7 separate regions of the Mus musculus genome follow, and regions 2, 3, 4, 5, 6 and 7 are each linked to region 1. A link is a contact called in public Hi-C, HiChIP or PLAC-seq and promoter capture Hi-C data. All regions are on one chromosome and are shown on one strand. Each heading gives the region's core, a stretch centred on a gene start, on an enhancer-like site or on the middle of the called end of the contact. The rest is flanking DNA. Distances are from core to core; before and after follow the strand shown.

What was found. Promoter capture Hi-C pulls out the DNA fragments that hold promoters and counts their contacts. A called contact is a pair of places that touch in the nucleus more often than the background predicts. HiChIP or PLAC-seq counts read pairs in DNA pulled down with a chosen protein or histone mark. Capture Hi-C pulls out chosen DNA fragments and counts their contacts.
Region 2: a contact with region 1 is called in a promoter capture Hi-C map of second pharyngeal arch cranial neural crest. The contact joins the promoter of Spint2 here to the promoter of Zfp84 in region 1. A contact is called at or near these places in 9 of 39 promoter capture datasets (the HPC-7 cell line, cranial neural crest, embryonic stem cells and 5 more) and 1 of 115 datasets of contacts at active chromatin or transcription factors (embryonic stem cells).
Region 3: a contact with region 1 is called in a promoter capture Hi-C map of pancreatic islet. The contact joins the promoter of Dpf1 here to the promoter of Zfp84 in region 1. A contact is called at or near these places in 4 of 39 promoter capture datasets (embryonic stem cells, hippocampal neurons, liver and 1 more), 3 of 484 Hi-C or Micro-C datasets (cerebral cortex, stem cell-derived neurons and uterus), 3 of 115 datasets of contacts at active chromatin or transcription factors (embryonic stem cells and pancreatic cancer cells) and 2 of 9 other capture datasets (liver and pancreatic islet).
Region 4: a Hi-C map of muscle stem cells shows a contact between it and region 1, with 4 times the contacts expected there. The contact joins the enhancer-like site here to the promoter of Zfp84 in region 1. A contact is called at or near these places in 5 of 39 promoter capture datasets (the 3T3-L1 cell line, hippocampal neurons, liver and 1 more), 3 of 484 Hi-C or Micro-C datasets (CD4 T cells, erythroblasts and muscle stem cells) and 3 of 115 datasets of contacts at active chromatin or transcription factors (the 230-238 cell line and large pre-B cells).
Region 5: a contact with region 1 is called in an H3K4me3 HiChIP or PLAC-seq map of bone marrow-derived macrophages, with 3 times the contacts expected there. The contact joins the enhancer-like site here to the promoter of Zfp84 in region 1. A contact is called at or near these places in 4 of 484 Hi-C or Micro-C datasets (cortical neurons, myocytes and reprogramming fibroblasts), 3 of 115 datasets of contacts at active chromatin or transcription factors (astrocytes, bone marrow-derived macrophages and embryonic stem cells) and 1 of 9 other capture datasets (adipose tissue).
Region 6: an HNF4G HiChIP or PLAC-seq map of pancreatic cancer cells shows a contact between it and region 1. The contact joins the enhancer-like site here to the promoter of Zfp84 in region 1. A contact is called at or near these places in 3 of 39 promoter capture datasets (the 3T3-L1 cell line, the C10 cell line and liver), 1 of 484 Hi-C or Micro-C datasets (cortical neurons) and 3 of 115 datasets of contacts at active chromatin or transcription factors (astrocytes, bone marrow-derived macrophages and pancreatic cancer cells).
Region 7: a promoter capture Hi-C map of liver shows a contact between it and region 1, with 2.9 times the contacts expected there. The contact joins the promoter of Zfp382 here to the promoter of Zfp84 in region 1. A contact is called at or near these places in 1 of 39 promoter capture datasets (liver), 1 of 484 Hi-C or Micro-C datasets (CD4 T cells), 2 of 115 datasets of contacts at active chromatin or transcription factors (bone marrow-derived macrophages and embryonic stem cells) and 1 of 9 other capture datasets (pancreatic islet).

Annotation. Positions count from the first base shown.
Region 1 is chr7:29,767,082-29,770,065 of GRCm38.p6, forward strand. It overlaps Zfp84 (zinc finger protein 84), which reads left to right and starts at 1,471. Exons shown (of 5, transcript NM_023750.2): 1 at 1,471-1,614. Gm38983 (a long non-coding RNA gene) reads right to left here and starts at 1,172. Exons shown (of 2, transcript XR_881933.3): 1 at 1-1,172.
Region 2 is chr7:29,280,373-29,283,356 of GRCm38.p6, forward strand. Spint2 (serine protease inhibitor, Kunitz type 2) reads right to left here and starts at 1,605. Exons shown (of 7, transcript NM_011464.2): 1 at 1,140-1,605. The coding sequence starts at 1,245.
Region 3 is chr7:29,306,409-29,309,392 of GRCm38.p6, forward strand. Dpf1 (D4, zinc and double PHD fingers family 1) reads left to right here and starts at 1,593. Exons shown (of 12, transcript NM_001368371.1): 1 at 1,593-1,690. The coding sequence starts at 1,662.
Region 4 is chr7:30,217,840-30,220,823 of GRCm38.p6, forward strand. No RefSeq gene overlaps it. Among named protein-coding and RNA genes, the nearest start is that of Polr2i, 13 kb to the right of the region's middle. Within about 2 kb of position 1,377, at least 185 of the 459 cell types and tissues checked have an H3K27ac peak or open chromatin away from gene starts, as enhancers often do. A contact at or near this core is called in hippocampal neurons, liver and muscle stem cells, where this site is marked.
Region 5 is chr7:29,379,165-29,382,148 of GRCm38.p6, forward strand. All of the region lies in intron 9 of Sipa1l3 (signal-induced proliferation-associated 1 like 3), which reads right to left. Among named protein-coding and RNA genes, the nearest start is that of Dpf1, 73 kb to the left of the region's middle. Within about 2 kb of position 1,422, at least 10 of the 459 cell types and tissues checked have an H3K27ac peak or open chromatin away from gene starts, as enhancers often do. A contact at or near this core is called in bone marrow-derived macrophages, where this site is marked.
Region 6 is chr7:29,395,663-29,398,646 of GRCm38.p6, forward strand. It overlaps Sipa1l3 (signal-induced proliferation-associated 1 like 3), which reads right to left. Exons shown (of 23, transcript NM_001081028.1): 5 at 1,489-1,619. Among named protein-coding and RNA genes, the nearest start is that of Dpf1, 89 kb to the left of the region's middle. Within about 2 kb of position 1,464, at least 27 of the 459 cell types and tissues checked have an H3K27ac peak or open chromatin away from gene starts, as enhancers often do. A contact at or near this core is called in pancreatic cancer cells, where this site is marked.
Region 7 is chr7:30,120,537-30,123,520 of GRCm38.p6, forward strand. Zfp382 (zinc finger protein 382) reads left to right here and starts at 1,396. Exons shown (of 5, transcript NM_001081007.2): 1 at 1,396-1,540. The coding sequence starts at 1,498.

The sequences.
Region 1 (2,984 bases), core at 221-2,720:
TGTCCAAATCAGGAACTCCAAATTTGAAACATTTGTTTAGAGCCCTCCTCCTGTCACCGCCCTTGGATTTAGGTTGAATTCATTTTGCCGAGCACTGAGAACCCTGCGGGGTGTTTGGGGACTGGGGCTGAACTGTAAATTGCTTGCACCCGTTGTTTTCTGGGAAATGTAGTTCAAACCGAGGAGTCCAAGCCGCAGTGCCTTGTGGGAAAAACAAGCCAGGGCACCAAATCCTCCTTCGTGTAACCCCTGCCACAACATCTGCTCTAAGCCGATTCACGGAGAATTCCTCTGGGAATTCTGTCTAGAAAGGGTCCCAGGAGGTCCCGGAAAGACCAGGAACCTAGAAATCCAAAAAGCGGAATCTGGGTTTCAGGCTGCCGGTAAACCTAGATCTTGTGAGCGAGATATTCTCTTCTCTCTCTCTCTCTCTCTCTCTCTCTCTCTCTCTCTCTCTCTCTCTCTCTCTCTCTCTCTCTCTCTCTCTCTCTTCCCCCCGGAGACAGTCTTCCTAATAAAACTCTGCTTCCACAACAACAAAATCAACCAACAATAACAAAATCCACCAAGACTTGAGGCACAGTGATGCATACTTTTAATCATAGCAAACAGAAGGCAGAGACATGGGCCAGAGTTTGAAGCCAGTATGATCGACATTGAATTCTCATTATATGAGTGAGAATATATATATATATATATATATATATACATATACATACATACATATGGAATTCCATAAAATTTGATCCAACATAAATGTTCATGATTGGCCCAACATAAGTGCTTGGAACAGAACAGACGATGCTCTTAAGAACTGAACCATCTCTCTGTTTATTTTCCTTTATGGACACAGGTCGTTAGGTAACCATGGCTTCAAACTTGTTATGTAACCGAGGCGGGCATTAAAACTCTTGATTCTCCTGCTTCTGCCTCCTGAGTGCTGGGATTACAAACATGCAATGCTCAACCCAGGCTAATGCAGCACATTTAAATTTGTGGCTATCGAGTGGTAAGTAGACTAAATATTCCAGTAAAGATAGGGCGATCTTTGCCCTATCCAGTCGTTCCCAGTCCTAACAGCCTTGTCTCATTCCTTCAGGGAGCTTGGAACACCACACTGGAGAAGCTCTTAAGAGCCCTCATATATCCGACTGTCAATAGCAGGATGAGTTCTTTACCGAGAACGCGGTCTGTGATGTCTTCTGGGAAATGTAGTCCTGAGCTGGATCACTTGCTCGGGTTCTTGCCTCGCTTCTGTAGCTGGAGTAAAGATCCACCCCCACCACAGAGCCGAAACTGCTTAAGTTTCAGAGACTTCAAGCCTTGGATCCTTGGGAAATTCCCCCTTTAGAAAACTAATCGTCCGTTCTCTAGTTTCAACAGATCTCTACTTCCTCTCTCGCACACTGAAACTCTCCTGCAGACTCTAGAAGTAGCACCGCCTTCTGGGAAATGTAGTCCACTATAAATGCTCAGCCACATGGCGGAAGTGGCTGGAAAGAGGTTGTTCCGGATCATCTCAGTGCCCTACCCGACCTAACCCGGTACTGTCCTGGTCGGTATTCGCTGGTCGTCCGAGTTCGAAGCCGTGAGATCGCAGTTTATACTTTTGAAGTGAGTCTGCCCTTGGTTTTAAGTGCTTTGTGTAAATACAGTCCTTAAGGCCTGTATTTGTTGGTCGCTGGCTGCAGGCCGGCTCTAGGGGACCCACCCGGTTTCCGGGATGGCGCTAGAGGCTTAAAGAGGGACTAAGGCGGCGGGAGTGTGACTGCATGGGCGAAAAGGTTTTTGGAGGATGTGGATTGTACAGGAGGGTGAGAGAGAGAGAGTGCGCGAAGTCAGCAGAACGTGGGTAGTAGGTGGTTACCAGATCCTCTAGTCTTGCAACGCAAAGTCGGGGGCGGGAGGTGCGGGACACCATTTATGTCAAGTTTATTTGAAAATTTGGGGGGAGGGGGGAGAAAGCTAAATAGTAGAGACGGTAAGGATTTCTGTGTTCAAGATAGATCAGTTTACCAATCAGCATGACTTTTAACTGTAGTTAGGAGTTAGATATGGTGACCCACATCTATAATTTCAGCACTCGAGCTGCGGAAGCTGGAAGTCAGTGACTTTGAGGACAGCCGTGGGAACATAGTGAGTTCCAGGCTACCGGGACCCACATAGTGAAATCCTGTCTCAGAAACGGATGAGTGTATAGAAATTGTATTTGAAAAAACGTAATTACTGTGGGTTCCTACTTTTGTGTCACACCCTCCGAGTAGCCATTTAGCCTTGTTTAGGGAACTCTTAGAAAATCTTAGCCTCTGTTGACTACCACTAGAGAAGTCAGAATTTGAAGTTCATGATTCTGGGTGATCCACTTCAGGTTCTAAAAAGACAACTTCCTCAGCTCTAGGCTTTTCTGTCAAGAAGCAGACATAGTGAGCACACGGAGTCTCCGTTGTACCCCATCTTCACCCTGTCCAGTTTATAGTTACAAAACTAGTCCTCGGTGTGGTGGGTTTAGAAGGTGGGGGCTTTTTGAAGGTAATTAAATGGGAGTAGTGCCCTGGCTCCCTGGAGCTACCTGCCTTCTCTAGGTGAGAGTGCAGTCCAGAGACTCCATCTGGGGACCGGGGAAATCGGTTTTCACTAGACACCTAATTTGTCAGTGCCACCACAACAGAGAAATAAGTTTGTTATTTATAAGCTAGTCTCTGGTATTTTGTTATAGCAGCTTAAGTGGGCTAATGGACTTTAATACTGCACCTGGCCAGTTCCTGCAGAAATTATTTGAAGTTCCTGAAATGTACTTTGTTTTTTTGTTTACGGTTTCCAGAGAGATCAAGTTCCTTTTTTTTTTTTTGGCTTGGTATGGAGGAATCCACAGAAACGCCTTTCTTCATGACATGAGGAACTCTTCCTACTGTCCTAGTAAAAGGGAGTGTGGGGTGAGATAGAATTGGTTAGTCCTGGGGTGAGGTGCATGTGGAGGTTTTGAA
Region 2 (2,984 bases), core at 355-2,854, 490 kb before region 1:
ACACTCCCTGCTTTCTCTTTCACCAAATAGGTTGCCCACTAAGGACTTGGGCCTCGTGGCTGTGTCCACTTCTCCCCTTCCTGACTTCTGTTCCAGCCTTGGGGTGGGGGTGGGGTCTTTTCCTTGATCACAATCAATTTTACTCTAGACCCTCACTACTCCCTCCCACTACCTGGGACACTGGTCCCAAGGTCTTAGTATGGCTGCCACCTACTCATTCAATTGTTAGGATAGGTGCCACCCTCCTTAGAGTACTTCCTGAGTTAAGTACCCTTCACCATCTTCTATCACTGTTCTTATCCCGCTGTCTTCTAGTCACCGCTAGTCATTTAATCTTTGGCGAGTACTCTGCACGTTAAGTGTTCGCTCCCACTGGAATCCAAGCTCTGCGAATTCAGGAACCTGTCTAGTCTTGAGTCAGCCACGACCACCATTCTTACAGACCCTCAGCGGGGACTCAATTAAGTTTGCTCAATCAATGAATTCTTTCAAAAGAGATCTTTTCAAAGCTGGCTAGTGGTTGTCTGAAGCAGTTAAAAGTTGTAACGACTCCTAAAGACGCAAACCCCAGCTGCTGGGTGCCAATACTACACTCGGAGAACAGACGTTCCTGCATTGGCAGGCACCTTGGCAAAGCTCCTCCCTTCTACCAACCGCTGCTTCTCTTCTTCCTCGGGAGATCATGGGGCTGTTGCCATATGTGATATCAACAGGTGTCCGAAGTGCGTTTTCCCTGTACCCAAAGCGGCCAACAGGTCTCCCGAACAAATTTCCACCTCTGAGGCTTGAATGCGCCCCCCACCCCCACCCCAAGTCCCCGTCCCCACCCCGGGCTTTCTTTGGCCAAGCAATTTCCGCTTCGTTGAGCTCCTCACCCACTTCCAGTGCCACGCCTTCCTGGGTCAATACACCTCATCTCCCTCCCTTCCTCCTTCCTTCTGGAAGGGACACTTTGCTAACCCTTACGCCCCCGCGCTCGCGAGGCTCCTACCCTTCCTAGCCCGCCACCTGCAGGTCTGGCTCCACCGCCCATCCTCCCCAACCCCAAGGAGCCTGCGATCACTCTGCGCACCGAGTACCCCCACTTTCGCTGCGGCCTCCTCTATCCCCTGCTCCCGGATCCCCCGCCTGGCCCTCACCGTGGACGTCTAGTTCTCGGCTGGCCACCTGGGCCCCGGAGAGGAGCAGCGAAGCTACCAAGGCGAGGAGCGCCCGGCCCCGCCGCAGCTCACAAAGCTGCGCCATGACCTGCTGCCAGCGCCGCGCGCCAGGCCTCGAGCCGCCGGCCGTTGGGGTGTGGGGGTGGGGTCTCGCGAGCAGGTGCGGGAAAGCCCACGGCCGCGCACGCGCACTGCAGGTCCGCGGGCTCAGGTGCGGCTTCGCCCCGGAGTAGGACTTCGAGGCGCCCGGGTCCCCGGAAGCCCTTTTTTCTGGCTTTTGGCGCGTGCGACGCCTTAGTTGCCTCCCAACACGGTCCCTGGACTCGCGCGGCAACACTCTGCGACTCTTCCCCAGACTGTGAAAGCCTCCACCCGTCCGAGGAGTACTACGGCGAATGGCGGACGCAGGGACACAAGAGAAGGTGGCACCCAGGCTGGGGGTGGGGCGCACCTGGCGGGGCGGGGCAGATGCGGCGCAAGCGCGGAGGGCCCCGCACCTGGCTCTGCGGCCTGCACCTGGCACCGCCCCCGGCTCCTGGGAGGAGGCGTGGTTGGCATTGACCCCGCCCCAGCCGGACCTTGCGGGAGGCGTGGGTCTGTTGGCCACGACGTCCTTGCGCCTTCGTGCTTGCGCTGTGACTATGGCGAGAGAAACTTTTCGGAAACCTGTGGCTGTCTGCCCGCTCTGCTTTAGCGTTCCTTTAGGTGTGAGAGATATATCCTGCCTAAATTCCTCGTTCTCTGTGCCATAAACAAATGTCCCGGATTGAGCAGTGGCCAGGCCAGCTTGGCCTGTGTGTCGTCAAACAGGATCAGCCCGTAGTAGTGATGCGGAAGCAGAGGGAAGAGTGATCAGGAATGTGATGGTGAAATCCTACAGTTGAGTGAGCAGGGGTTGGGACAGTGAAAATCAGGGCATGATCAGAGCCCAGTTTCCTATTCAGTGCGACTGCCAGTTAGGCAGGGCACTGTCTGGAAAGAGGTGACAAGTCCTTAAAACTGCAGGTTTCTCTGGACCCCGTACAGGAAGACAAATACAAATATATAGAGGTGTTAGGGTGACGATCAGAAGCTTGCAAAGGATGAACAGACCTGAAAGGGGGAGGGACACGGGGACTGGACTAGGTACAACACCCAAAGGAGACTTACAAACCACTACCACAGAACCAGGGTGGGCTTCTGGAAAGAAGCTCCATTTAAACTGGATGAATGGAGGAGGGCTGACAGAGGAAGTAGAAGGCCGTTAGCAGAAGAATTAATGATCTCGTTATCATTGAAAATACTGCTCTTGGGCTGGCAAAGTGGCTAAGTAAATACAACTGCCACCAAACCTGATGACCAGATTCGCACCTGCTCGCAAGGTCACCCCCCACCACCACCCCCCAACGGCTGGAGGCCTGGCGTGCCCGGGTGCTCCACGCCTTGTTAGCTTCGCTGCTTCTCTCCGGGGCCCAGGCGGCCAGGAGATTCCTGGTGCAAACACGGTGGAAGAAGAGAACTGGCTTCCTGAAGTTCTCTGACCTCCACACTGTAGCCATGGCACCTGCCAGACCACACGAACACAGACACACACACACAGACACACACACACACACAGACACACACACACACACACACACACACACAAATAAATGTGTTTAAGAAAAATAAAATAGGGCTGGAGAGATGGCTCAGCGGTTAAGAGCACTGACTGCTCTTCTGAAGGTCCTGAGTTCAAATCCCAGCAACCACATGGTGGCTCACAACCATCTATAATAAGATCTGTCACCCTCTTCTGGTGTCTAAAGACAACTACAGTATACTTCATACAATAATAAATAAATC
Region 3 (2,984 bases), core at 343-2,842, 460 kb before region 1:
GTAGTAGCCTGGGCTTCAGAGGTGACAGGATCTGAGTGTAAGGGCTGAGGTAGAGCTGCGAAATCAAGTTGGTGTGCTGGGAATCTGGAGGGTGGCAGAGGATTGTGACAAGGACCCTCTGAGCTCAATACTGGGTCTGGAGACTGGACGTATCATGGCATGGTCTGGAGATGATACTATGTGAGGGGTACCCACACCCCTTATTTATTCCTGGGCAGGACGTAAATCAGACACCCTGCAGTGCCGGGGGACGCCTGAGATGGGTGGGTGGGTGGGTGGATGGGGACATTTGTGGAAGGGAGCTATAGCAGTCTAGAGGTGTATTGTGTGTGTGAAGTGCGGGAAACCTTGAGACTTATGATGGGTGGACCGCCCCCTGCTGGACAAGAATTTTTTTTGTATTAACACTTGATATGCTAATTTATGCTGCCACTCTAATCAGAATGCTAAGTTATTCCCCAGAGGTGGGGCTGAGTGTGAGTCGTGTGTGTGTGTGTGTGTGTGTGTGTGTGTGTGTGTGATATTCAGTAGGTCAGCTCATTCTCTGGGGATCTCTTAGGGTAGAGTGTGGGAGAGAAAAGGAGGCAAGGAGGATCCTGTAGGGACGTGTGCAGGCACACGAATTCTATATCCAGACAGCAGCCAGGGGCTGAGAACAGGTAAGGTTTCCTCCCAGGATCTCAAAGCCCTTCTCTAGAAAATGAGGATAGTCCGGTTTAACCTGGAGAGAGCTGTGTTAAGCACATAGTGAGTGTTAAGTATTCACTCAACAAATATTTGTTGAACACCTGCTAAGGCAGGCTATTTATTCTTCCTAATAACAGTGCAACCACTTTATGCCTTGGTACATATCAGATCCTCTTTGTAGATATCTTCTCGGTGGAATAAATGAATTTATAGGTATCTGCCAGGTACTAATTCCAGCACTTGCCTGGTATGGCGTCACACACTAATTTCAGCACTTGGAGAGACAGGAAAAATGGCCAGTTTGGGCTGAACAGCAAGATGCTGTCCCTAAAACAGTCACTTACCCTGTTGCTATTGTAATCTTCAGTCCGTTGAGACAGGCCCAGAACGCTTAGCTTAAGTCATGCGCACCAAGTCCCACAAGCGAGGATTTGAGGCCAGGAAGAAGGAAGGCAGTTCTGTAGTCCTTCGTAGGAGTGGACTGGGGTGGCCGCGAGAGTCATCTCTCAGTCACGATGGGTTCTCTACAGCTTGGAGTGCTAGGTGGCGTTTGGCGTGCTGGTGACACAGCTGGGTGGGCACCTGCGAGGTCCCCGCGCGCCTGTGGCCGGTTGTGCGTGAAGGTGGGGTGAATGGAAGTCTGCGAGTGTAGTGTGACTATGTGTAAGCTGCCATGTGCGCGTGTGTGCGTGCATGCGTCTGTGCACGTGGGGCTGGAAGTGCGTGTGAGTGAGCGTGTGTGAACGACTGCGAGATCCTCCATCCCTCCCCCACCCCACCCCCTGGGTCGGAGGACCCGCTAGGGACTACCACTCCCGGCATGGCCTGGGCGGCCCGCCCTGCCATCCTGATTGGCTGAGATCCTCGTGCTCCCGCCCCCTGGGAATGAATGGATGGGCGGCCTCAGCGCCCGCCCGACCGCTGGGAGGACCGACCCGGCAGGGACCTGCTGGGGGCAGGACCCGGGGAGCAAGATGGCCACGGTCATCCCCAGCCCCCTGAGGTGGTGCGGGTGGGCGCGAGGCGGGGGAGTCGGCGCGGGCGGGTCTGTGCGGCCGCGCGCGCGCGTGTGTATGTGTGTGGCCGCTGGGGGTGGGGCTGGTGGGGTGTCAGGGGGCTGTCACCGCGTGCGGGGGTGCGAGTGTATGTGACTGAGGGTGTTTAGCAAGAATGATGTCCGACGCGTTGCTCCAGGACTGGGAGAGGGCGTGGGGGAGGGGTCTCCAAGGATTTTTAGGGGAAAGGGGTCATGTCCCCTCCCAGGGATGCCAGGGTTTGAGAGAGGGTACATGGTCTAGGGAAGCTGGGGCCTGGGTACACTCGAATCCACGCTACCTTTGTCTTGGGGTGTGGAGTGTGTTGAGCGACTTATACATTGCTTTTTGCTTTGTAGCTGAATGTGTGGGTATGTATAGGGTTTCTTTTATTCTGCACTACCTATCTGAGTATTTGGGTCTCGAAGTGTGTGCACATGTCTGGCGAATCTGCACCATTTATGTTCTGTGTCTTTGGATATGGACGTGTGAGGATAGGTCTAAATTTTTGTGTGAACATGAGCAGACCTGACTGCCCCTCTGTTTCCAAGGCGTGTACCTGTGTATTTGGGGATGCATTTTAAATTTGGGGTTTCTGTGTATGTGTACCCTTGAAAATCTCAGTGATGTCTTTGTATTGTGTGTTTGGCTGGAGTGTCTTTGGATGGATATGTAAGCGCATATGTAAATGTTTATAGGGTCCCTATCTTTTGACATTGTGTGACTGTTGGGATGAGTGTTGTGTGGTGTGTTTCCATGTTGTGGGTCTTTGTGGATAAGCTGTCTCTGGAACCATCTGGGTCTCTGGATACATGACATTCATAGGTAGTTCTATGGCTTTTTTTGATTTGGATTATTTGTGTTCTGCAAGAGATGTGTGTCTGTGTGACAGAGAGAATTTGTTTGCTACTCCTTTGTGAAGATTGGGATACGTTTCTCTTTGTGTGTGAATCCCGTGTGGCCATGTGCGATTTGTTTGTATTGGGTGTTTGGCTACGTTCATGTGTGGATGGGTCCCGGTATGTTTTGGTTTGTTTTTATATTGTCTGTGAACACTTCTTAACCCGAGACATAATCAAGTTTTAGGTAGCTGCTTCCCTGCCAGCACCCTGCCCCGCCCCCGGATCCAGAGGGGTGGGAGAAGATGGGGGAGGTGAAGGTGGACCTGGCCGGCTTGCCCTTTGCGGAGCAGTGGGAACGGGCAGCCGCGGGAGGGTGCTGGGCCTCCCTGCACTAGCCCTTGCTGACAGCCGCCCGCCCGCT
Region 4 (2,984 bases), core at 127-2,626, 450 kb after region 1:
AATACTCAGCGTTGTCAAAACAAACAACAAACAAATAAAGCTAAGTAAACACATAAATAAGAGGATCGCCAGTCTGATGCTGGGAGTGTGGCGCTGTGGTGACTGCATGACCAGAATCCATCATGAGAGGATAGGGCGGTGGCTCAGTGGGTGACGGTGAGCTTCATGTACGTGAGGGCCTGCATTGCACCCCCAGCAGTGCCGTTCTCACGCACGAAGTATCTTTTCCATTGTCAGTTTACCACTTGATAACTGGGAGCCTTTGTTTATTTTTATTCATCTTTAGATTTTTTTCTTTTTTTTTGAGATTAATGTATGTTAATAGTTTTGCTTCATTTATGTCTGTGTAGCAAGCTCATGCAGGTAACACCCACCGATACTAGAAGAGGGTGCTAGAGCCCTAGGAACTGGAGTTACAAATGTGTGTGTGTGCACTGGGAATCGAACCTATGTCCTTCAGAAGTATAGTCAGTGCGCTTAATCTCTTAACCACTGAACCATCTCCACAGCTCTAATGGGAGGCTTTTGAAAGTCCTGGAAAGTTTGTGCTGATGTTTGGTAGATCTTGTGTGCAGTGGCTGTGACTTACCTGGAGCCCATACTGTGATTTTGAGTGGTCAGTGCACCAATGGGCAAAACGTGGTCCTCTTCTTCATCGTATGCACGTGCACTCTGAGGTCGGTCAGGCCCTCGGTGCTCCCAGATGAGTTCTCTTGCTGAATGGAGGTTGGCATGTGTTACAGTCTGGACCCTAAGTGTCCCCCCAAAGGCTCACAGTTTGTCTGTGTTGTTATGACAGACGGTGTGTACTGGCTGGTTTTGTGTGTTAACTTGACACAGGCTGGAGTTATCACAGAGAAAGGAGCTTCAGTTGAGGAAATGCCTCCATGAGATCCAACTGTAAGGCATTTTCTCAATTAGTGATCAAGGGGGAAAGGCCCCTTGTGGGTGGTGCCATCCCTGGGCTGGTAGTCTTGGTTCTATAAGAGAGCAGGCTGAGCAAGCCAGGGGAAGCAAGCCAGTAAAGAACATCCCTCCGTGGCTTCTGCATCAGCTCCTGCTTCCTGACCTGCTTGAGTTCCAGTCCTGACTTCCTTTGGTGATCAACAGCAACATGGAAGTGTAAACTGAATAAACCCTTTCCTCCCCAACTTGCTTCTTGGTGCAGGAATCGAAACCCTGACTAAGACACAGTGGAACCTCTAACTGGAAACTAGATGAAGGACAAGAGGGTGTGATGGTGCATGCTTGCAGGGGATGATAGGATCCTAGCCTGTTTCTCGGCTTCCCGGGCTACTGTGAGAGGTGCAGCGTTGCCACAGGCCCTTTGGTGCGGTATTGTATCACCACAGGCTGAGATAGTAAGAGTAAGAAGGTCACATAATCACAGGTGGAAATCCCTGCGACCGTGAGCCTTTCCACTTCTGCCCTACTTGTGATGTGTCAGGTCTAGGACCTCATGACCGCTCAGCAGCTCTGCCTCACTGAGCTGCGCCCAGCCTCCTTCCCTCTGTGCGTGTCTCAGGTAGGGCTGAGGGTTAAAGTGCTTGCCGAGTGGAATTTGCATGCCCACTGAACATCAGGAAGGAGAGAGGTCTCCAGGGCAAGCTTCCCAGCAACACTAGGCAGATCAGTGAGCTCTGGATTTGATTGAGACGCCTGCCTGCATGACGGAGCTGGGGTGGGGGTGGGGTGGGGGTGGGGAAGTAACAGAGCAATTCCTAACGTTAACTTCAGATCTCCACAAGCATGCCTATATACACAGATACACACATACCCATGCGTGTTCACACATGCAAATATGCCAACATACATGAACACACACCAACACACACAAAGGAAAAAATTAACTCAGGTATTTGTCACAATAGAAAGCTGACAAATAAGCTGGTGGGAAAGTTGGGGCAATCCTCTCGCTTGTTGGGTTGAGGGCAGCGGGCAGTGGGCAGCAGGCAGCGGGCTGGGGTGGGAGCGGCAGCATGTTCTATGGATGTATTTCTTGTAATGTTTGATGGCACTCAGTATGTGCAAATCTGCGGGCAGTTTCTGCATGCGGTGTCTCCTGACTGTGTTTGGGGTTGGTGAGTTTCCACGGGTTGAGTGTCCTATCACAGTGAGCCCATCTACTTTGTGGTTAACACCAGCTGTGTGCCCAAGCTCCCCGGCACTTTCCTCCGTTCCTGTAACTTACTGTAGCTGCTCTCAATGTTACTGCTTCCTCCTCCTCCTTCAGAAGTTATAATTAAGCAATTACAACAATTACACCACTTTCCAAAGAGTCGTTCTACCAAGAATCCCTTCACAGAGCTAACGAGGATTATTATTTAACGGGCAGGTCCATGCCCCCGTGACTCACAGTCCGCAGAACACACGGGCTGCGCAGGCATCACACACCCTAGGACACAATGTTCTCGGCCAGGCTATACAATGGTACGTATCTGCTCCAGTGGATACTTTATTTACTTATTTTTCTCTGCTTGGGATGGAACCACATGTTAGGCGAATACTCTTACAACTAAGCAATATTCCAAGCGCTCCTTTACTTTAGTAAGAGAGAGGAATGAGGGCAGGCTGGTGCCACCAGATCTTGTTGGAGGTTGGGTGGGTAGGTTTCGGGGGTTCTCTTGGCTGAAGGATGCTTGTTATTTATTGTAAAGGGGTTAGTTACAATGGTCTTGATCGGGGGTTACACTCAGGGGTTACACTCTTTCCTTTCCTCTATCCTTTTTTTCTTTTATAGGAAGAAAAAGGGGGAGTATAGGGATATTGTATGAATAATAGAGATATGGGTAGATTACTGAATCTATTCTTTTTTTTTTAATTTTATGTACATGAGTACACTGTAGCTGTCTTCAGACACACAGAAGAGGGCATCGGATCCCATTACAGATGGTTGTAAGTCACCATGTGGTTGCTGGGATTTGAACTCAGGAGCTCTGGAAGAGCAGCCAGTGCTCTTAACTGCTGAGCCATCTCTCCAGCCT
Region 5 (2,984 bases), core at 172-2,671, 390 kb before region 1:
TTTACAGAGGGCACATAACAGATTCCCTGCATACCATATATATATATATTACAATTCATAACAGTAGCAAAATTATAGTTAGGCTGTATTAAAGGGTCGCAGCAATAGGAAGGCTGAGAGCCGCTGGTCCAAGGCAGAGGTCAGAGCTGCTGTTCCTGTTTCATACCATCAGTGTCGGGCTAGCTGGCTGTGGAATACGTTCTGTGCAATTTAGTTTTTTTTTTTTAAATACTTACTTGATACTAATATACTTTGCAAATAATTATCAACAAAGATTTTTTAAAATCTGGAGCTAGTGTGGTGGCTCGTGCGTATAATCCAAAAACTCAGGAGGCTCAGGAATTCAAGGTCATCCTTAGCCGAATAGCATGCTGGAGGCCAACCTGGGATTTGTGAGACTGTTTCTCAAAAGAATAAGTAAAATAAATAAGTAGACTACAGATTACACAATACCCTATGCAACTCAAACACAGTACAATGCCTGTAGGCATTTGGTTGGCCTTTACAGTACCCTCCCGCATCCTGATAGGGAATGGTGTAACATTCACCCATCTGTTTGACAGGGGCTTCCTGGATGCTCCTCTCAGCTCTGTGGATACAGCGATTGTGGTCTTTCTACAACTGCTGACTGAGCACACATATGAACAGACACTGACAAAGACAGAGTGGTGGGCCAGGGCAGGATAGAGCTCCTGCTTTGGACAGTAGCGTCTGGGGGTGGGGGAGGAGGGTGGGGCTGAGGGAAGACACTGCAGACAGAAGGAACAGCATGTGGGACAGCCCAGGTGGAAAAGAACATGCAGGAGGAGGCAAGCCCAGGGTCAGAGCTCAGGCGACAGGGACATGCCACACATGGCCCTGGAGGTGTCTCACACTTCTCATCCATCACATTCTGGGAGAAGGAAGGCCTCTATACCTGGGGTCCCACAGGCTCAGGCTTCTAAGTGAGTTTGGCCAATGGGAGTCACTGGTAAGAGGAAAGATGCTGGTGGCCATTAAGAAATGGCAAAAGACAAGAACTAGAAGATGTGTGGCCATCAGGCCTCCTGATCCACTAGAGCTCAGCAGGAGCTTCCAGGACATGTGCAGTTATTAATTCAACTATTGTTTTTGTGGTGCCTGTAGTGGGGATCCCCAGGCCTCCAAGGTCCTCTGATGTGTTAGCTGGGCATGGTGGCACATGCCTGTAATTCTGCCACTTGTGAGGAGGTGAAAGAAGCAAGAGCCATCTTTGGACCCAGAGTTTGTGGCCAGCCTGGGCTACATGACCCATGAGTACATGTACACGCATGCACGGTGTGAGGGCGGGGCAGGCTGGCCTCTGTATTCTTCTTACAGCTGGGGGAGGCACTGAGAGTGGGTGACTTGGGATTGGCAAGGGTGTATCACTAACACTTTCTTTAAAAATCCAGAAAAGAGGAAATAGTGAAGCAAGGAAGGCAAAATGCTAACATCTGCTAAATCTGCTGGCGGGCACATGGGTGTCTGTTCCATTATTTTCTGCTCTTTTCAGAATGTTTAAAATATTGCACAATAAAAGTCTTTTAAAATTAAATTGTAAACCACCACCACCACCAAACCCAAAATGCCCATGAAGGGCTGTGTGTCAGGAAGAAGTCACCCTGGGGACCAAGCCTGAGTTTGTCGGGAGAGGTGGGAGGTGGGAGCAGGCTACTGGAGATACAAGGTAAGGGAGGAAGGCACAGAGATGGGGAGGAGCACTGAGTGCAGTGGCAGATCCCTATATTCCCTACATTTGGGTAACTGAAGCAGGAGGACCACATGTTTGAGGCCAGCCTGGGCTATATAGTTGAATTGCAGGCTAGCTTGTGCTAGATAGCAAAACTCTGTCTCAAAAAGCCAAGGGTGTGGCTAGGGCTATAGGTCAGAGGTACAGTACTTGCCTAGTATGAAAGAGGCCTGTGTCCAGGAGACAACATACACACACATGCACACCAAACAACCAACCCACTGTAGCCCCAAGCCCCAGAGAAATTCTGACACAGGGGTGCTTGGACATATTAAGCTGATCATGGTGGCTCAGGTTTATAATTCCAGTACATAGGAAGCTGAGGCAGGAGGATGACTATGGGTTTGAGGCCAGTCTGAGACCAGCATGGCTATGTGAAAGTGCTACAGAAACAATACAAAGCAAGCCCCAGAGATAAAACCCAACAATGGTTCAGTGGTGAAGTCTTGCCTGGCATGGACATGGCCTGCACTTGATCCCCCATCCTGTGCCACTCCCCTGCCAAAGTAAAAAGGACTGTGGAGGGAGGGGAGAAGGGCCACCTGGCTACCTGAACCTTCCTGCTGACCTCTGAGGCACAAGCAGGCTGCTTCCTCTTCTCTGGCACGTGCGAGCATCTGTCCTCTGTTACCTGGGCTACCTCTCAGATGCAGAGACAGTTCAGAGTCTAAGGTGCCAGCCAGCATCCTGCAACTGTGACAGTATGTTCCAGTAACAAGGGGGTGGCCTTGGGCCAGGGCAATGACTGATGGTGCTGGTCCCCGGCAGCCACTGGACAATGCGTCCCACACAGCAGCTCACATCAGTTGCATGCTGTTCAAACTATTAAAAACTGCCAGCTCCAGCAAGACCAAGGCTACCAGTGTACATGGGCAAGGGCCCTCACTCCCCCACTTCCACTGCAACCATTCCCTAGACAGCCTTCTGCTTGATTTGATGGCGACTGCAATGGGTGCAGACTCAAGGTGACTCAGTGCAGGCACTAGCAAACTGTCCCAAATGCCTGTCCTTGGAGGACAATGGGGAGCTGTCATCTATCTGGAACGCAAAGACCTCGGAGACTGCTGAGTGGAAGCCCCTAGGCTCTACAGCAGAGGCTCTAGCCAGCCAGCACCTGTGCTGACACGTGGAATACTACATGGCCTAGAGACGTAGAAGCAGCCCTCGGGGTGAAGACGGCCGAGCAGGGGGCCGATGCAGCTGCACGCCCACCCTCCTGGAGTCTTTGGATTTT
Region 6 (2,984 bases), core at 214-2,713, 370 kb before region 1:
GAGCAGGAGCTCAAGGCCAGGTTCAGATAGAGTGAGTGGGAGGCCAGCTTAGGCTACACGACACATGCTCTCAAGAACAAAACAAAAACACTCTACACCATCCCTGCTGAGGACCTCCTTGGGAGAGCGGCTCCTCTGTGTAATAACATTTTTCAGAGTCCTAGAATTTTGGTTACTTTAAAAAGCACAGAAATATAGGAATGTGCTTCAGTTTTAATCCCAGGTATAGGGATGTGGGGCTGCTTCAGACTGTCCGCAGCAGTGACTGTGATTTGCCTCCTGCTCTAGAAGAGGCATGGTTTTGCCAGCAGCAGATAGTTTCTGCGACTGTGTGATGTTTGGAATTTTGGGGACTTTTCAGAGGGTATATAAGTGATAGGGCCCCTATAGGTGGGGGGTGGGGTGGTAGCTATGGCTTGTCAGTAGTCATGCTCAAAGAGGAAACAAAGGGAAAGAAATTAGGTTTCTAGGCATCTCCTGACTCTCCCCTCTCTTCCCTGCTCTATCTAGTGATAGGGGGTGAAACCAGCCGGATAAAGGGTGAGAAAAAGAACCCAAAGTAGCAAAAGACCAGCTACACCCATGGAACTGTCAATTTCAGTGCGAGGGTGGTGGCTCTAGCCTGAGGTGGATTGTGTCCTAGATCTCACTGCCTATCTTTCTCACCCTCTATCACCCCTGCCCGTGCCTGGCCCAGGGTGTGGGTGTGGGATCTAGGAAGAACCAGTCAGGGATCCTGGAGAGGTGACTCATCCTTCTGTATGGAAAGCTATCAGGACCTGGAAGGCCTGCACTGAAGACAGCTTGCTGGTGACAGGAGAGAAGGGAGGCAGAGCCAACCAGGCTGAGCAGACGTTCAGGTTGTGCTGTCAATCTGTACCCGTAGCAGGTTCCATCCCTGACCTATAGTGACAGAGACCAGTGAATCTCTGTGACTTTAAAGCGGCTTTCAAGTCAGAAACACATTCTGTTGCAAGTCACTTGTGTGGCTGCGGAGGGTCAGCAACATGCCTTCCTCCCCTGTTGCTGGAGCTAAGCTTTACTCCAAGTACTGCCGGGCAGGACAGTGGGGTTCCTAGCTGGGAACAGAGCAGGCTGGCTGGTAGAGGTGGACGCTGCTTAGCAGGGCGGGGCCTGTTGCCATGCCCCAGGTCTGCCTGGACCGAGGCTTGACGTCTTCCTCAATACCTGAGTCCTGAAATGACATAACACCTGAGTCTTGAAAATAGATTTGGTGATCCTGAGTTTGCACCTGCTAGGCTCAGATCCCGGCCTGGCTTATTTGCCACAACTTAACGTGATTTCTGAGTATCGGTTTTCCCCTCTGTAAAATGGACAGACTCACAGAATCTCAGTACACCACCCCTTATGAGACGTGGCAAGCAAGTTTGGCCTAGAACCTGGTAGAACCAGATACGGAAGCGGGAAGAAGCGGGAAGGGTTGACGGCTCCTGTTTACCCAGCGGGCATCCTGGCATCGGGCCATACCTCACGAGTCCGGAAGATGATTCTGTACTGGTACTGAGGTCCGTGGTCCTTATGGTCCTCCAGCTTCTCCCGCTTGATGCTCACGGCCACGGGCCCCAGCTTTTCATCCACGCCAAAGTAATTGGCATGCTCTGAAAAGGGAGAGCAGGGAGGCACAGTCAGATGTCAGGAAGGAGAGGGCACAGCCCATGGCAGCCTGTCCACGGTGTTAGGGGAGGGGGATAAGGCAGTCTCACACAAAACCCACCAATCAAAGGTCAACAGAGAAACCCTGAAGTTTGGTCAAAGCCGGGCTTTCTGCACCAGGAAAGCCACAGGCCCTTTCTGAGCCTCAGTATTCCCATCTGAGGGACAGGGACTCAGAGGCTGCCCACAATTCAGAACTGTTGTGTGAGAGCGAGACCACAGTGATGAAAAGCTTGGCATAGTACACAGTGGGTCACTGGCCCAGGGCCACTGAGATTAATCCTGGCTCTGTTAACGGCTTGCCTGGTTTAGCTCCCATTAGCTGTTGTGGAGCAGTTAAGCTCTGAGCCTAGGGAGTCTCCTGCCAACACAAATTCTGGGTTGAGATTAGATATATGGCCCCAGCTAGGTCACATGATGAGATTCTTAGCAGTCAAATGTGCTTAACTCAGCAATGTGTGGATTAACTGAGTTATTTAGCACAGCACCAGGCTGGCACACAGCGAGCATGTGGCTTAAAAGCTGGCCATTAGGAGCTAAGGACCTCAGAAGTGTTCAGAGCCCTGACACAGATCCCTAAGTCATGCCTGTATCTGACCACACTTCTACAGACCCAAATAATGGAGATGCTTAGGGTAACAGTCATAAATAAGCCACTGCTCTCCCTTTAAATAAGATTTCTGCTCTCCCCTTTTTTCCTAGACAAGCCACTGAGAATTCTACCAGGAAACAGTTCTTTCTGATATCCGACCCTACTGTTTTGTTGGTGGTGGTGTTGTTAACATTGTGACAGCACCCTGCCGGCAGCCTGCAAGATTCTGGTTCAATGTCTTCATGTTGCTATCGTCAATGATTCAAAACCACAGTAGGTATCTCCTTCTTGTCCTCACCTTGGCATTATGTATATCTAACTGACAGTCCTTGTTTTCAGATGCTCCTGTGAGAATCTGAGGCTAACCCAAAATAATGGGTGCAAACTAATGAGAACAGCCCTGTACACGGCACTCCACAGGTGGAAGTTTACTCAAGACGCTGCCAAGCTGCTGTTAGTTTTTCTACCTACATACAACGCCCAGTATCTCAGAAATCCCAGTAGATGATCAGTGCTCAATAACTATTAAACTGATCATGAGCCCCTGAGGCTACAGAGAAGTCAACTTAGAACGGTTACTTTAAAAAATCTGGGGAATAGACAAGGCCATACTATATTATTCTGTGTTGCCTTTGAAGGGGCTTATGTTGTAGACTAACCTGACCTCACACTAGAAACCCTCCTGCCTCAGCCTTAATACTGGGATTCACCTGTGCAT
Region 7 (2,984 bases), core at 146-2,645, 350 kb after region 1:
ATCGGGGGTGGGGGTGGGGGGACGGGTGACCATAGTAAAACCTGTATATATTTAAAGCACTTTTTGTTTTTGTTTTGTTTTGTTTGTTTTTGGTTTTTTGAGACAGGGTTTCTCTGTGTAGCCTTGGCTGTCCTGGAACTCACTCTGTAGACCAGGCTGGCCTCGAACTCAGAAATCCACCTGCCTCTGCCTCCCAAGTGTTGGGATTAAAGGCATGTGCCACCACTGGCCAGCCTTAGCAATTTTTTTTTTCCTAAAGTATTGGGAAAGAAATCTATTTTGAACAACGTGAGGAAATGGGTTGAAAAATTGACAGAGTCCTGCACTAAGAACAGAGCGAATCAGCTACAAAGTCTAGTACATTTTAAAAATCGCATTTCATCAATACAATAACCTTTTTGATAGTAGGGTTTTCCTTCACAAGAAAATCATACAATTGAGATTAAGTAGCACTTTCAGATGGAACAGTATTTGGTCCAAAATAGAATCAATCGGTGTGGCTTCGTCTATGGAATAACTGATTAATGCATCATATTGGATATAAATCCTTGGAAAATTATTAATGACACATAACTTCTAAAACAATCTTTGGAATCCTATCCTTAGAACTTCAATATCCTATCTTCGCTTGCACTTCAATCTGGGGGGGGGGGGGACGACGACGACGACTCCCATTGTGAGATCTCCATACAAGGCTGTGTGGTTTTTAAACCTGAATCGTCGTTCTAGGTTTCAAATACCAACTTTCTCCTTAATAGCCAAGTCACTCCACGCTGTGTAGTCTGGCAATGTCACCGGTGAGGCGACAGAGGCAGTGACAGAAACCTCAGCACACATTCCAAGAAATCATGGAACTTTTCATTGCCATCCCTTTACCCTCACCTCCCTGTCGGAGGAAGAGAAACCTTATGCGTTCTCTGAATTACCCTTGGGAAAGACATTGCGTACAGACTGAACAAGAATGCAACAGAGGCCACCCCTCGCGCTTTTCGACAGTTACAAGACATAATTCTCAGCCTAGGGTGGTCAAAATGAAATTCTACCAAACTCAGAAGTCAAAGGGGGTGGGGGCTGCGTCGGTCCCAATAGGATCAAAGCACAGTGCTGTCACAAGATCAATTGGTCACAGTATGGGATCGCAAACCGCTCGGTCCGCGTTCAATCACCCAAACCTAATCAGAATCAGTCTCAGAGCTCCCCTGTGGGCACACCCCACACTGACGCAGCCATGCACTCCCGCGCGCGGCCACAGACCGTAGCAGGCAGCTGACTCCCACCCGCCCCAGCCAAGGGGACGCTGGTGCAAGCGCGGGGCGAGGGAGAGGCGCGCGCGGCAACTAACGGGCCGCCCCGGAGGCTCCTGGGAGAGCGAGCCCCCGGCGTGAGTGCGCAGGCGTAGACGGCTGAGCGGAGGCGGGGCGGTTCGAGACGTTGGGAGAGGCTGAGGACCGCAGTGGATGCTCCGGATCTGGAGGGCGACCGAGAGATCGAATCCAGATGGGAAGACCGGGGAGGAAACCGAGAGGCCGAGCCAGGCCTGGTAATTTTGGGGAGGAAGAAGGTTAAGGAAGCGGGACCGGGACACTCAACGGCTGCACAGGGCCTCGGGTGTGGCCCGTGGGCGTGACACCGAGGATGACTGCCGGTGACCCGAAGGGGTAGTTTTCGTGTTAAACTCGAGGACACTCTGTCGCTGGGAACAGGTCCCTGGGCATCACGAGCGTTGCGTGTGAGGATGTGGGGAGCATGTTGTGGTTTGGCTCCCTCAGCTCATCCTGATTATTTGGGGGCGGGAGGGAGAGCCATAAAGTGATCGCGATCTTCTTGGATGTGAAAGCTGGATGGCGGGATTTTGCTTAGGGTTATAGCGGCCTGCGTCTATTTTTAGATTGGGTATGACTCCTGTAGGAGATTGGAGAATTGAAAGTGATTTGTGAACGTGATTGTGAGTGATTTTGCCTGGAATTCTATCATGTTCTGTCCTCGTGAATGACATGTGAAGCAGTAGGTTGATTTTTCTGAAGGATGTTTGAAAGGTTATCACTAAGCACACGTGTGTGTTCTTCTGTAATTTCTCATAATTTTGTGTGTGTATTTTTTTGGGGGGGGATTTTTTTCCCCCGAGACAGGCTGTCCTGGAAATCGCTTTGCAGACCAGGCTGGTCTCAAACTCAGAGATTCACCTGTCTCTGCCCTCTGCCCTCTGCCCCCTGCCCCCTGCCCTCTGCCCTCTCCCCCCGCCCCCCCCCGCCCCCTCGCCCCCCCGCCCCCCGCCCCCCCGCTGTGATTTAAAGGCATGTGCCTCCACCACCTGGCTTGTAGTACCGTTAATATTTAAATGGTTGAGGTATGCTGTGCGATCACGTATGTGTAATTTTTTTTTTAGACAGGTTCATTATCTATACCAAGTTGCCTCTGAACTCTCTCGTAGCACAGGGTGGCCTAAAACTTGGCAGTGATTCCCCCTACTTTAACCTCCCAACTGCTGGGATTCCGTGTGGTGTGTGCACCACCAAGCCTGGAAGTTATGTACTATTTGATTATCAGATTAGTACCAGCAAGCCTGCTTGAGAAAAATTTGAAGTAGTAACTTAGCAAATATAAAGATACTAATGTTGGAATGGAATAGGTAAGATTTTCATAATTCCCCGTGGTGAGGCCAATAACCTGGGATCAGGATGGTAAATAGGAAGTTTTGAGATGAAAGGTGTTGCATGGGAGCCTGCAGGAAGAGTAGCACTTTCCACACATAAATACCACGTTCTGCACATCTGTGGAAGTGGATTTTTCTGTTCCTAAAATTATTTTTAAAAGTACGCTTTTACTTCTAAGACCAGTCTCATTCCTGGTAATTAAAATAACCATGACACCAGAATATTCACTGTTGCAGTCAGCACTGGAGACTGTACTTAACCAAATGGGATCCCGAGTGATTCATTTGTTTTCTGTGTCCATATCTATAGTACTAAAATGTGTTACGCAGC